2 separate regions of the Mus musculus genome follow, and region 2 is linked to region 1. The links are chromatin contacts, called in public Hi-C maps. All regions are on one chromosome and are shown on one strand. The core of a region is the stretch at or near the end of the contact, and the rest is flanking DNA. Distances in the headings are between cores, read along the strand shown.

The links. A called contact is a pair of places that touch in the nucleus more often than the background predicts.
Region 2: a Hi-C map of the G1E-ER4 cell line shows a contact between it and region 1, with 5 times the contacts expected there. The contact joins two enhancer-like sites. A contact is called at or near these places in 2 of 39 promoter capture datasets (the HPC-7 cell line and HPC-7-derived erythroid cells), 4 of 484 Hi-C or Micro-C datasets (B cells, the Ba/F3 cell line, the G1E-ER4 cell line and 1 more) and 3 of 115 datasets of contacts at active chromatin or transcription factors (bone marrow-derived macrophages, embryonic basal ganglia and embryonic forebrain).

What each region holds. Positions count from the first base shown.
Region 1 is chr16:76,009,033-76,012,888 of GRCm38.p6, forward strand. Gm15555 (predicted gene 15555) reads left to right here. Exons shown (of 4, transcript NR_155447.1): 3 at 579-709. Among named protein-coding and RNA genes, the nearest start is that of Gm15555, 10 kb to the left of the region's middle. Within about 2 kb of position 1,424, at least 1 of the 459 cell types and tissues checked has an H3K27ac peak or open chromatin away from gene starts, as enhancers often do. A contact at or near this core is called in the G1E-ER4 cell line, where this site is marked.
Region 2 is chr16:76,363,432-76,367,410 of GRCm38.p6, forward strand. All of the region lies in intron 1 of Nrip1 (nuclear receptor interacting protein 1), which reads right to left. Among named protein-coding and RNA genes, the nearest start is that of Nrip1, 7.6 kb to the right of the region's middle. Within about 2 kb of position 2,455, at least 64 of the 459 cell types and tissues checked have an H3K27ac peak or open chromatin away from gene starts, as enhancers often do. A contact at or near this core is called in the G1E-ER4 cell line, where this site is marked.

The DNA of each region.
Region 1 (3,856 bases), core at 174-2,673:
TCCTCAGCTTCTTTCAGCCTTTCCCTAATTCAACAACAGGGGTCAGCTGCTTCTGTCCATTGGTTGTGTGCAAATATCTGCACCTGACTCTTTCAGTTGTAGCAGGAAGACAGGACATCAAGTGAGGGATGGGGTTGCCATCCCACAGTTACACCTCTGACCCATAATTGTTCCTGTCTGTAAGAATTACAAGGATGGAAATGGAGAGGAGCCCAAGGAAAAGAAGGTCCAGCAACAGGCCCAAAGTGGGATCCATCTCAAGGGGAGATCCTAAGGCCTGGCACTATTGCTGAGGCTGTGGAGCACTCACAAAAGAGGATCTACCATGGCTACCCTCCAAAAGACCCAAGTTGGTACTCATTTAAAACCTCAAATAAGTATCTTTCATTTTGGCACCTCTACTACCATGAATCATTCAATGTTTTCCCACCAGATCATCTATCTCCTGTACAGCCCAGGACAATCTAGGGTCTACCTAAGGAATTCCACATTGTGCTCAAAATACTTTCACCAAAATAGTAAAAGTTTAAGTAGAGATGTGGGAATAAAATAATGTCCTAAAATGCACTTGGTTCCAGGGACTGGATAGCACCTATTCTCCATGGAAAGTTCTTAGACACGCCCAGGCTGAGGCTAAGAAGATTCGGCTCTAACTCAGTTTACATCAGAGGGCTTCTCAGTGCATTTGTAGAAAATTAAACCTCAACAGGTATGTTGATTCTTATTCTGTATACCTAAAGCATTTCTGACCATGTTTTTCCCCCTTGAATTACTTTCAAAATAAAAAGTAAAACTCTAGGAGGAAAAGAAAACATTATTCAGAGATTCAGAGAGAAAACTAAGAAATCTTTAAACCGCTAACTAGGCAAACAAGAAATAAAATCTGTAGATTTTAAATTCTATTATTTAAAAAAAAATCTCTTTATTTTATCCAAGCTATGAAGTTAGTTTCATTGGGAATGTAATAATTGCCAGTACCAATATGATAAAGACTGGTTATCACTCAACAGTTAAACTGTGGGACAGATGGCTTGACCTTTCAGTTTCATGTGCATGGATATTTGTGCATGTGTGTGCATCTATGTTTGAACTTATGAAGAGCCATGTGTTCATGTTGTGTATAGAAGCATACATGTGTGTGAGTGTCAGAGTTCACCCCAGGTGTTCTTTCTCGATCCCTGTCCACTTTATTTTTTTAATTATGTGTGAAAGGGGTGGGTTTGAGTTGGCTTCCTGTATCACTACCTACCTATCTTACTCACTGTTTCAAACTGTAAGGACCGGCTAGTCCCTGGGATCTGCCTGTTTCTGCTCACCCAGCGTGGAATAGAGGTGTGAGCAGCCATGCTCAGCTTTTACATAAATCCTAAGGATCCAAAACAGACCCTCACGCTTCATGCTTTTAGTGCAAGCACTTTATCCCATAGACTGAGCCGCCTCCCAAGCTTCTGTCTACCTCCTGTCACCACGGGGTTCTCTCACTGGCCTGGAACACACCAAATAGGCTAAGTTGTTTGGGTTACAACCCTAGCAATCCACTGCCTCTACCTTGATAGCACTGGGTTGTAAGTACAAACCACCAATCAGCTCTTTTGACATGGGTTTTGAACAATGAACTCACATCTTTAGCAACTAAGCTTTCTTTAACCCCATAAATACACTTCTATTAGAATGTTTATACACACACACACACACTCACACTCTCTCTCCCTCTCTCTCTCTCCCTCCCTCTCTCTCTCTCTCTCTCTCTCTCTCTCTCTCTCTCTCTCACACACACACACACACACACACACACACACACACACAGTATAAATATATTTTGATCGTATCTATCCCTTCTGCTCTACCCATCTCCTTTGGGTCCAGTCCATGTCTCCTTCCCGACTCTATCGGCATTGCCTCCTTGCACAGGTAAGGCCATCCACCGGATTATAAGAAACTTGTGGTGGGCCACACCCCTGAATAAAACTGATATTCTCTCCCACAGCAAATATTTACTGACACATAGGTCCTCTGTCAGGAGTGGGATTCTTTGAGCTTCTCACCTGTTCAAAACCTATATTTTTAATTAAATACTGAGTTATACGTAAAGAGAAGTGTGCCAATTTAAGTATGTTTTTTACTACCTTTTGATGTTGCAAGACTGGTGATCTTTGAAAGATTTTAAACAGACAGGTAAGTCATGAACTTACCGTCATGCATAATTATCCAATTGACACATTTAAGGATATATCTTGAGGCTCTTCAGTCTATTCAATTATTTTTCTTTAATTATAGAAGGAAAATGTTTGCAAACACTTTTGCAGTGTCAAATCATGGTCTCCATGTAAATAGTCTATCTCATATTAGAGTGGAACATATGTCATTGCCTCCTCTTGTTCACATCTGTCAACAATGACGATAGAGTGAAATTGAGCAGAAAGTTTTCACTGCGTTAGGTACTTCTCTACGAATTCTACTTCTCAGAAACTAGTCACAGAATTTGTTCACTAAAACTTGTTCCTAGTTTATCTATATTGGGAAACAGAGACTTATGTAAGCTACAAAAATAACGGATTTTAATGTCACCAAGGCTAATAGGTGTAAAGGTAGGAGTAGAACTCGAAACTGGTTTCTCCTCTCCCTTTATTTAGACCAACGATTGTCCAGGTTTGAGGCTAAGCTCAACCTTGGTTAATGGTATAAGTCATTTATCATTTCCCAAGATTTCTAGACATCTATAAATTTTTACAGTGAATGTAAAAAAAGAGATTGTATAGAGACATATTGCCAAGGTCAGCACGTCACTGACAAAAAAAAAAAAAACGTCATTAATTGTAGTGGGTGTTTGTTTGTTTGTTTGTTTGTTTTATTAGGGAAAACTTACTTGCAGAATGAATTTTTCAAATATTTTTTAATTTATTAATTGAAGTAATTTTTAATTTATACCACAATCGAATTAAAACAAGTCTATTATCACAATATTATTTAAAATATAGTGCAATTGAATAAAAATATTCATCATTGTTATGTAGATGCTGCTTTTTTCAGAACCACACAGCTCTACATCTCTAATAATTTTAGACATAATTCACAAAAATGATTGGCATTTCCATTCTGGTAACACATTGTATAGGGAGACAGCATACACAAATTCAGAAATACTTTAATCAAGTGGTAGGCTTATAGGGTTGGAATGCAGACAGGTGTGTGCTGGAACCAGCACTCGAGGTAGCCTCTAGATAAACATTAGATATTACAGGCATGTTATTAACTCGTAGTCAGTGGCAATTAACTGTGGATGAACCATTTAAGCCTTGGAAATTGACAAAGCACAACCCTTGGTGTCCCTTTGCCGTGCTCAGTCCTGGTTTACCAACAACTTATTCATACACATGTGCTTTAAAATGCTCTCTCGAAGACTTGCTATTTTGGAAAACAATCTTGCCTTTTGCAGCTTCCATTAACTCAAGAAAACATATGTAGTAATGTTGCTTGGCAGATGGAGTTCACGTATGCCGTTACCTAGTACATAGTTCGTCTACTCATATTAAGCTACTAACTACAAAAGCTACAACAATCAAGGGAAAATCAGAAATGAAAAGTGAGTAAAGGATGCCCTGACAGTAGTTGTTTACTGACTTGAGGCTGCCATTAACCAGTGCGTTTAAATCGAAAATAGGAAAGAAACCCATTCATTCACGTAGCCAAGTCACTCACCACTCCAAGCATGTTTAATGCTTGTCCTGTCTCCTCCCTTCTGCTACAGGTGCCTTCTTGTTTAGCTTGCTGTGGGATTGGCTCATATATACTCTCTGTAGAGCCTTCCTGTGGTGCAGAGAGTTAAAATTAGCAGAAGGAAATTCTTTTTCTTGAG
Region 2 (3,979 bases), core at 1,205-3,704, 360 kb after region 1:
GACCCAGCGCTGAGAACAGATTACAGATCTCTACTATCCAGTCTCGACCCTCTTTCCTTCCTGGCCCGCATCAGAAACAGAAGCCCAGGACTAAAACAGACATAAATCAAGACCCGAGTTTCCATCCTGGGTCTACCCAACCGCCAACTACATAATCTTTATAGTTAAATTCGTACAGGCTCAGCTCCTCCTTCTGGAAATTTTGAAGTTAACAATGACAGAAACTATTAACAAATTCAGTTAATCGATCCCCTGGATCGATTGGGGTTAGTATAAGAAATTCAAAAAGTAAAGGTGGGCAGTATGAAACAGAAAGGATTAAGATGGAAGAAAAAGAAATCACTCCTAAGTCCCAAGTACACTTGAATGCTTGTACTAAAAGAGGAAGCAGGGCCAGACCCCCACATGGTGTGTGCTTAACTTCACCCCAGCCACAGCTTGTTCAAGTTTGTCCCTGGTTCTTCCTCTCAGAAGTAAGACTCAGACTCAAACATATTTACAAATGCCTTGGCCATGTAGCTACTGACTAGATCTTAACTAAAATAACCTAATTATTTTAACCTCCATTTGGCCACATGGCTGGTATATGCTCAGGTACCATGCGTCCTTCTCCTCACATCTTCCCAGAGGCTCCCAGCAACCCCTGCTCCTGGCTCTATCCCAGAATTCTTTCTCTTTCCAGATGTCCCACCTTCTAATTCCCTGCCTAAGCCATAGATCATCAGACAGTTGACAGGCAATGGCATCCATACAATACACAAGATGGTCTCTCTTCCAACACCTTTCTGTCAGGTCCTCTTCTAACCTGAAGATATACCATGCCATTATTTCAATTTATGAAGATTCAAAATTCAGTACTGGTTCAAATGGAGAGTTTGGGACCTCCCCAGCCCCAGAGCTATGCAAGGTCTTGGGGTTTTACCTCAATGGTACAAAGTTTGTGGAGACTAATAAAGTACCAGAGGGTCAAATACAAACTCTCAGCCCAGCCCTGTGTGCTATCCCACAGATTCAGTCTATTTCAATGAATTCAGTCAAGGCATGGGAGGGTTAGAAAAATAATACGTAATTGGAGACAGAAGATTTTCGTCCCCAGCTTGCTCATGTTTAAACTTCCTCTCTTTTCTTATTTAGCTATAATAAAAACAACTATTCTCTTAATAAAAGATAGAACCAAAAACCCGCTCTTGTAGCTTTTATGGGAATCCTTTATTTCCCAACATTTACTGAGCAATTCACCATCCAAAGCACACTATAAGATATTATGTATATTCGCTTTCTGTGTCACTCTACGTCTGCAATACAGTTCCAACTTGTGCTTTTCGGTGTTATGAGGAAGTACTCAGTTAGAGTGGTTTGGGGTTCAACATTCCATAAATTTTAAATAAGTGAAGTAAAAAAAGGGGGGACGGGAGGTTTATAACTCCATTCCTCATGGCCTCGACAATAAAAGCGTATGGCTGGTGTGTATTTAAAAATGTACTCTGTGCTTCAAACCCCCTAGTTCAAGACAGCTCCCTCCTCATCAAGCTCTGCTGCCCATAGGAAGCCAAGTCCTCCTTATCTCTCTCAATAAACTCACGAATGCCTTATCCATTTTCTGCTTGGAGCTCGGAGACTCCTTTTGTAACATGCCATATAGTCTTTAAGGAACCCATTGTGGGTGAAGAAAAGGTAGTAAAAACAAACCAAAAAAAAAAAAAAAAACACATTAAGCATGGCCAAGAGTCACGATTTTTCAACCGAGAAAGCTATGGCACATGGCTACTGCAGTGCTCTGAAGTAGACAAACACAGTCAGCCTTGGGAACACCAAGATTAAGACCATGACAGGCTATTTTAATGAATTATATCAGGAAACACAGCGGCGTTCGTTCGTCGCCTTGAAGCGCACTGCAGTAATTCTGTGGTACACTTCACGAGAGCTAGCACTGGCAGGAGAGTGCCCTTGGGGGCTAAGTTTGGGCGAAAGTGGCCAGTTGCCCTTGGAACTACATTTGCCTCCGGTTAAGGGTAGGCAGCTGAGGAAAAGCATGGAAGACAGGCCTTCCCAGAGAAACCAGGCTGGGAGCATCAGGCTGGGAGGCTTGTCCTCCCATCCTGGGTTCTGTGGTTATCAGGTAGGAGAGCAAGGCTTCCTCAGGGCTTCCTGAATGACAGCTGGCCGCTAGTTTCCTTTTCCAAAGATGGCTTATTCTCATGGAAATGAAATTAGCTGTGTGGCCTCAGGCAAGTGACTCTGGCAAACCCAGTGGGCTGGGTTTCTGTATCTATAAACTAGAGGAAATAATATCCATTCTCCATTCGTCTGGGGGGGGGGGGGGGGAGTTGAGGGGGACGCAATTGCAAGGATTAAAAGAGAAAAATGCATGTGAGCTGGCCAGAACACAAGCAGGTGCCACCTCAGGGTGTGTCCTCTTCCTTTCTCCCTCCTCGGCTCCTGCTCCTCCTGCTGGGCGGGCAGAGGGGGTAAAACAGTAAAAGACACGGACCAATGCTACTTCTGCGCATGTCAAGTCGCCCCCACTCTTCTAAAAGCACCAGTTTGAAATCATGAACAACAACGCGTCCTAACATACAACAGCGGAACCTCAGAATTTAAAATCACATCTGACCTCTCTCACTACTGGCGGTCGTTGCCGAGGGAGACAAAAGGACTTCCCTTTTACCAGAAAGGTAGACTGATTTAGGAGAAGGCTCTACACAAGAGAAAGAAATGTGGAGTGAGAAAGCGGAAGTACTATTTTTAATGTCCTTTCGCAAAAAAAAAAAAAAAAAATCAAACCCTACCCCTGTCCCTTGCGACCCTTTTCTGTGAACGATCTGGGGAAACAACGCAAGGGTCATTAATTCGTTTGGAGTTTTCCAATATCTCCCAATGTTTTTTTCCTTCTGCCCCTCCATTCTTATTTTGCTTCCTTTCCAGTGTATAAATCCTCTCTAATGATTAGATTACTAAAAACTCAAAATTCAGAAATCGAAAATGTAAAACTTTGTTTTCCCCAGTACATTTATCATTCACTGCCTAAACATGTCATCTCTTGGGCTGCAGGCGTGCTTCAGTGGTAGGAACACATACATGCCTACCATGCACAAGGCCCTGGGTCCCATCCTCACCACCACCATCACCACCATCACCACACACACACACACACACACACACACACACACACACACGCACACAGAGCCATCTCTCTCTATCCCTAGAGAAATTCCTCAAGAAGTCCCATTTTGTGCAGAACTTCCAAGTCTCAAATTTTGACCGCAACAGTATGTCAGGTTCTAACCCACGTCAAAAACCATATCGTAGTATTTATTCTCACTTAAAGCTTGTATCAAAGCTAAATTTCCCACCTCACTCTTGTAAGGCTAAATTAGCATCTGACATTTTTAATGAAGTGATATTTAGCATGGTCAGGTGATATTTAACATGTGTTATGTCTATGCAAATCCAACAGTTAAAAGGTCATAACCACAAGCAGCTTAACAACTATATGCAAGTAACTGCAGTGACTACCAGCTTTCCTCCTGGCTTTATGCTAAGGGTAACTGCCCCGCCATGTCCACCTTCCAGAAGCAGGGAAAAAATGGGAAGCAAAATACTCACAGCAAACTACCAACAATGCAAGCTGCCAACTCCTTAGCTCCGGGAGTTGCCCACAATCCTTTACAGCAGGTAGAAAGTGCAGGCTACAAAAGGGGTGGCCTTGCTTATCAGTACAGGCTTTCTTAATTAGTAGACGAAAGGTGAGAGAGTCCTTTGCACGGTGCTCTCAGTAAACACCAGCGTGACGTTGCCCGAGTGCCCGAGTCTTCCTAATCTGCGTGGGTGGGAAACTGAGGCTGAGGGTTTAGAAGCAGGCGACTAAATCAATGTTTGTGGAAAGTCTCGGCAAGTCACTCCAAACTGAAGGCAAACAAGCCCTAACTTCCTTCCACCCTTAAATGTGTTTGAACAACAAGAGGTGGGTTTTAAGTTG